Linked DNA regions of Macaca mulatta: region 1 is linked to region 2. The links are chromatin contacts, called in public Hi-C maps. All regions are on one chromosome and are shown on one strand. Each heading gives the region's core, a stretch centred on a gene start, on an enhancer-like site or on the middle of the called end of the contact. The rest is flanking DNA. Distances are from core to core; before and after follow the strand shown. Region 1 holds the start of C20H16orf46 (chromosome 20 C16orf46 homolog). Region 2 holds the start of ATMIN (ATM interactor).

What was found. A called contact is a pair of places that touch in the nucleus more often than the background predicts.
Region 1: a Hi-C map of fetal cortex germinal zone shows a contact between it and region 2, with 2.4 times the contacts expected there. The contact joins the promoter of C20H16orf46 here to the promoter of ATMIN in region 2. A contact is called at or near these places in 3 of 14 Hi-C or Micro-C datasets (CD4 T cells, cortical neurons and fetal cortex germinal zone).

Annotation. Positions count from the first base shown.
Region 1 is chr20:76,463,264-76,466,209 of T2T-MMU8v2.0, reverse strand. It overlaps C20H16orf46 (chromosome 20 C16orf46 homolog), which reads left to right and starts at 1,438. Exons shown (of 2, transcript XR_013412237.1): 1 at 1,438-1,538.
Region 2 is chr20:76,424,208-76,427,230 of T2T-MMU8v2.0, reverse strand. It overlaps ATMIN (ATM interactor), which reads right to left and starts at 1,291. Exons shown (of 5, transcript XM_077986946.1): 1 at 1,260-1,291; 2 at 930-1,180. The coding sequence starts at 959. All of the region lies in intron 1 of C20H16orf46 (chromosome 20 C16orf46 homolog), which reads left to right.

The DNA.
Region 1 (2,946 bases), core at 189-2,688, 39 kb before region 2:
TCAATAGATCTGAAGGAAGACCAAAACAAATTGTCAACTGATAAAACATTTAAATGTTTTTGGTTAATACTTACTAGCTTGAGATACTACTATAATAAAACCCCTTTTAGTTGCAACTTCCTATTTATGTGGACAAGGTACCTAAGCTTACACGTATGAAAAAAATTGGAATAGAATTATATATGAATCCGTCTCACTGGAGCAATCACGGTGCTAGAGAACTCAGATACCGATTTTTTTTTTTTTTTTTGAGACTGAGTTTTGCTCTCCAGGCTGGAGTGCAGTGGTATGCTCTCAATTCACTGCAACCTCCGCCGCCCGGGTTCAAGCCATTCTCCTGCCTCAGGCTCCCAAGTAGCTGGGATTACAGGTGCTCGCCACCACACCCGGCTAATTTTTGTATTTTTAGTAGACAGGGTTTCGCTATGTTGTCCAGGCTGGTCTCGAACTCCTGACCTCAGGTGATACACCCGCCTCGGCCTCCCAAAGTGCTGGAATTTCAGGCATGAGCCACCGCGCCCGGCCTAGATACCGGTTTTCTACAGCAGAAGTAGTCACACTTTCTAAAGCAGAGGGCTTTGGAGTCAGACCCGAGCTGGAGTGAAGGATGCCTTGCGATCTCTCTTCAGCAAGCTGTTGTTTTAGGGACGTGGGGCCACTTTCCTTTATTTGTATAAAAGATGCCAGTGCCCACTTCAGAGCTGTGCTGCTCCGGGCCAGAAGTTCAGCGAGTGTCCGTCGGCCCGGCGCTGTCACGTAAGTGGGCTCTTTGAGGTTCACAACGCGTCCTCCCGTGACGTTCTGGGCCTGTGAAGTGTGTCCATGGGAAACGCGCACGGCGGTTCCTCAGGGAGCCGAGGGAGACCCTGGCATCTACTAAACATCCTAGCAGGCAAAAGGGCGCTCCCACGGAACTCGCCGGCCCGAGGGCCCGGGTAGGCCTCCACCTCCACCTTCTCAGACCCTCATACGTTGGCCCTTCCGGCGGCAGCTTCCAGAGCGGGTAGGAGGTGCCACGAGCCGCCCCGCCTGTGCTTAGCTTTGTTGGGCTACGTCACTTCCGCCGCGGTCCCGCCCCCAGCGTGGCCGTAACTCAGGGCAACGGCCGGGCAGGCAGCGACCTGAGTCGCCCTCGCCCACGGGCCGGGACTAGCTGTCGCGAGGCCTTCCATCCGCTCGGCCCCACAGGTGGGTGTGAGCGGCCATTTCTCCATCCCTGGGGCAAGGCCCCGGACCACTCCAAAGGCGACAGAGCGAGAGGCCCTGCCTTGTTCGAAAGGAAGCGACCCTCTGACGCGGGGAATCGAAAGGCAGAGGCACTAAGGGCTGGGGCTGCCCCAAAGCGGACGGGGCCTGGGGAGGGGGCGGGATCTGGGGCGGTGGGCGGGGACTGAGGAGGAGCCGTTGGGGGCGGACCCTTAAGGGCGGATCCCTTTAAGGGCGGGTAGACGGAGGACAGGGATGAGTTCGAAAGGACAATCGAGAATGCTTTTCTGAATGGGATAGCTTGAAAGAAGGGCTGGCGTCTTTGTGGCACGGTAGGAACTGGCGGAGGAAGGGGAAGAGCTGGATGAGGAAAAAAGGCTCATGGAATGAGGAAAAAAGGCTCATGGAATGAGGGGAGGAGCCTGATGGGAAAGGGGTGGGGCCTGCAGGAAGGGGCGGAGCTAGATGAAGAGGTGGAGCCGAGCGTGATGAGCCTGGGTTTTAGGGGTGGCAGGTGGAGCGCGTGAGTTTGCTGACTTGTGCTTTGCTGTGGGCTGTAAGCTGTGTAAGAGCAGAGAAGACGGGTGCTGCTTTAATTTTTTATTCTCAGTGCTAGGTACTTAGTGAATTCATTAATGGGAGTTGAAAAAGGGGAAGTGTTTGAGACTGGGATTGGAATAGATGTGGTCTGATCCGGAGGGATGGTGTAGAAACTGCGCTCCTTGGCATCATTCTGTGAAATACTTGAGGTTCCTGTGACCTGTAGGCATATAATAAGCAGAAGGCATATATAATTAACAAGGAGGATAAAATTTATGCTCTTGAAAATATAAACAAATTGTGCAAATTGGGTGGCGCAGGTGCTTAACTTTGAGACAAAGTTTCGGTTTCTTCCAGTGTGTTTCTAAATGCGACTCCCACCTCATTTTCCTGTAGAAACTATGTTGTTCATGATCAGGATGCCCAGGTCAGTCTTCAGGACCTATTTAACTGGTTCATACAAGTGAAGATTGGTCTTGTATTAAGAAACTTAACTTCCACCATGGCTAACAGTATTTCTAATGATTATTCCTTCATTCAACATAGGTCGTTAAAGACCTGACCCACAGGAATGTTCATTCAAACTCCAAATGAGGCTGCCAGAAACTCATCTTTCTCTGGTTGGAATTTAAGATTCCTTTAAATCTATAGCTTCTAGGAAGATGAGGGTGTGTGGCACAGTGCAGAGCCAATAAGAAGCTGGGGCAAGCTGATAAGGAGTTTTGAAAGATTTCCATCTATCTGCTTTTGATATAAACAGTTTTGTTTGACTTAATACCCTGGGCCTTGGTTTCTTCTGGTCCATCAACATTTCCCCGCCCTTAGTGAATTAGGAATCTGTCAACCAGGTATAGGAATCTACAGTAAGATATTTGTAATCTGATTGTATAGACAGACTGGCAAACATGTGGCACTCTTTATTTTCTGGTAGACATAATTAATCAACCCCAGAAATTTTTCCTGCTGTAGTCAAATCGTAAGATCCTTCTCAATACAACGCTCTAGGTAGCCACTACTCGTTTGGAGGTGACATTTCAGAATTTTTTTTTTTTTTTTGAGACAGTCTCACCCTGTTAGCCAAGCTGGAGTGTAGTGGTGCGATCTCGGCTCACTGCAACCTCCGCCTCTCACGTTCAAGCGATTCTTCTGCCTCTGCCTCCAGAGTAGCTGGGACTACAGGGATGAGCCACCATTCCTGGC
Region 2 (3,023 bases), core at 42-2,541:
AGATTATGACTTAATAGGTCTGGGGTGGGGTTGGACATCTGGATTTTTAATAAGCTTGTCACAGATGTGTCCCGGGGTTGAAAATTACAGCCCCGTTTTGCATAACATGGAGGGTTGTTCAGACTATTGTCATGGTGTATTTACTGTGTCCCCCTCTTAGAGAAGAGCCACAGGGGCAATTTCCCTTAGGTCTCAATCCTGAGCTGATCTTACCAACACCGTGAAACTGACCGATGGTGTTTAGAGGCAAACCTACCGCCCCTTTAAAACATTTTTTTATTCTTAATCGACACACAGTAATCATTCCTACTGATGGGGCGCAGTGTGCAGCATGGATGCACATACACATTGCACAGTGATCAAGTCTGAGTATTTAACGTGTCCTTGACCTCAAACGTATTGTCTCTTGGTGGTAAGAACATTTAAAACCCTCTCTTCTAGTTATTTTGGCACATACAGTCCACTGGGCAGCACCTAAGGGCGGAATTGTGGGTGTGGTGGCAAGCACAGGGCTTCAGAACCAGAGGCCCCGGTTTAAAGCCCCGCATCACCTAGGTTGTTGCATAATCTGTTTCTCATTAATATAATGGAGACGACGCGTCCGTCGCCAAACTGCAGTGAGAAGTCACGGGCAAAAACGTGTAAAATGCCTGGGCCGGCGCCCGGCACAACCCTCGGGGCCAGGGAACCGGCGCGTGTGGCAGACCCGGGGCTCCCGGCTCCTCCTCCCCGCCAGAGGCCGCACCTGCGGGGCCAGTCGCGAGGGTTCGACAGCCGCCTCCGGCCGGGGCGGGCAGACGCCGGCGGGGCAGCGGCGGCGCGCAGGGCGCTCGTCCCCCCGAGGCCGGGTTCGCGCGCCGGCGCCGGGCGCTTTGTTGGAGCCAGGCCCAGCTGCCCGGGCCGCCGGCCGCCGGCCGCGTCGGGCTCACCTGCAGGCGGTGGCTCTTGACCAGGTGCATGTTGAGCGCGGGGCTGTTGGGCAGGATCTTGCCGCAGCCGCGCACGGTGCACAGGATGTTGGTCCGCACGGCCCGGGACAGCTCACTCACCGACGGCTGGATCAGCTCCCCAGCCGGCGGCGCGGGGGCCGCGGGCTGCTGCGTCGCCCCCGCGGGCCGCGGCCGGCTGCCCCTCAGTCGGGGTCCCGGGGGCACCCACGGGCCCGAGGCGGCGGCGGCGGCTCCTCTCGTGGCCACCGGGACGGCCCGGGCACCCGCCGCCAGAGCCGCTGACCCCGCCGCCGCCGCCTCCGAGGCCGCCATGGTTCCCGCACGGACGCGGGGCCCAGCTTGCAGGCCCCGCCCCCGCCGCAGCCACTTCCGGCAGGGGGCGGGGCCGCCAGGCTCATTAGCATCCGGCGGGCCCAGGAGGCCGCGGCGCCTCCTGCCGGCTGCGGAGGGCGCGCCTTGGATGGAGAGGACTTTAGGTGAGGCCGCCAGGGGGCGAAATTTCACCTGCCAGCAGGTAAAAGGTATTGCCCCGCCCCTCTAATCGATCCATTCTTCCTAGGAACGTGGCTTCAGGCAGTAGTCAGATAAAAGAAAAATCAATACGTTGAGCAATGCGTTTACTTCCCAAAGATTAGAAACAACCCAAATATCTAGTGGCAGGTGAGGCAGAAGTACAGTAATTTCCGCCGTTTTTACCTAGGCCTTGCTGGGTACCAGGGAGGTCTAGTGGATACACTTCTCATGCTGTGTCTCATTTTGTCTTCAAAACGACTGTAGCGGGTATGTACTGTAACTTGCCCCACCGTGTGCAGAGAATGACATTTAGGCTTATATAAATTAACTTGACCTAGACCACACTATACAGATGAAAGGATTGTTATAATTGATGGGGTTAATCATTTTAGGGAAGCAGGATTTGCTTGCTTCTATTTTAGTTGCTGAAATTAGGATTACTGTTTGGGAGACACTGTAGTTCAGTATATGATTCCAAAACTTAAATACTTAGACTAGGTAGGTCATGTAAATGGACATAGGAGGCTGGGGTAGACAAAAGGGAGGGGTGAGGACTGCAGTGAAATTGGAAACACATCCTTTATTAAAAGGGGGCAGCTGCCACTCATCTTTGGCATGGCTAGAGTTTTATGTGAAAACTTCCAGCTTTTACATACTAGCAGCTATATTCGTTTTCTCTTGCTATTAACAAATTACCATATGCTTATTGCCTTAACACAAATTTATTATCTTCCAGCTCTGGAGGTCAGAAGAAATGAGTCTGCTGGGCTAAGATCAAGGTGTCAACAGGGCTGTATTTCTTCTGGAGGCTCCAGGGGAGAATCTGTTCACTTGCCTTTCCCAGCTTCTAGAGGTTGCCTACATTCCTTGGCTTATGGCCCCTTCCTCCATCTCCAGAATCAGTAACTGTGAGTTGAGTCTTCGTCACATCACATCACTCTGATTTCTTCAGTAGTGATCCGACTCTTCTATTCTTGAGGCCCCTTGTGATGACATTGGGCCCATTCAAATAATCCAGGATAATTTCTCCAACTGCCAAGTGCCTTTGCCTTGCAAGATAACTGTGATAATGTGAAGTATATATTTGGTCTTTGTCCTGGCATGCAACTCCTAAAATCCTTGGAATCAGCAAACTGATAAGTGTCTTTTTTACGCTAATTAGTTGACTGATGACTTGCAGTCCCTAGGTAGCTTTAGGATGGGACTGGTCATTGGAAAGACCAAGGTAGGATTAGAGGCTTGAGACTTTCAGCCCTCCCCCTCATCCTTTGGGAAGGAGACAGGGGCTGAAGCTTAAGCTGATCAATCATTTCTAGGTAATGAAGGCTCCATAAAATCCCAAAAGAACTGGGTTTAGAGAGCTTCCAGATAGCTGAACGCATGGAGTTTCCTGGAGGGAGGCACACTCAAAGAGGGCATGCATGGAAGCTCCATGTCCCTTCCCACAAGACTTGCCCTATGCATCTTTTCATCTGAATCCTTTGTAACATCCCTTTGCGAAGTCAGACTATGTGTTTTCCTGAGTTCTGTGAGCTGCTCTAGCAAATTAATTGAACATGA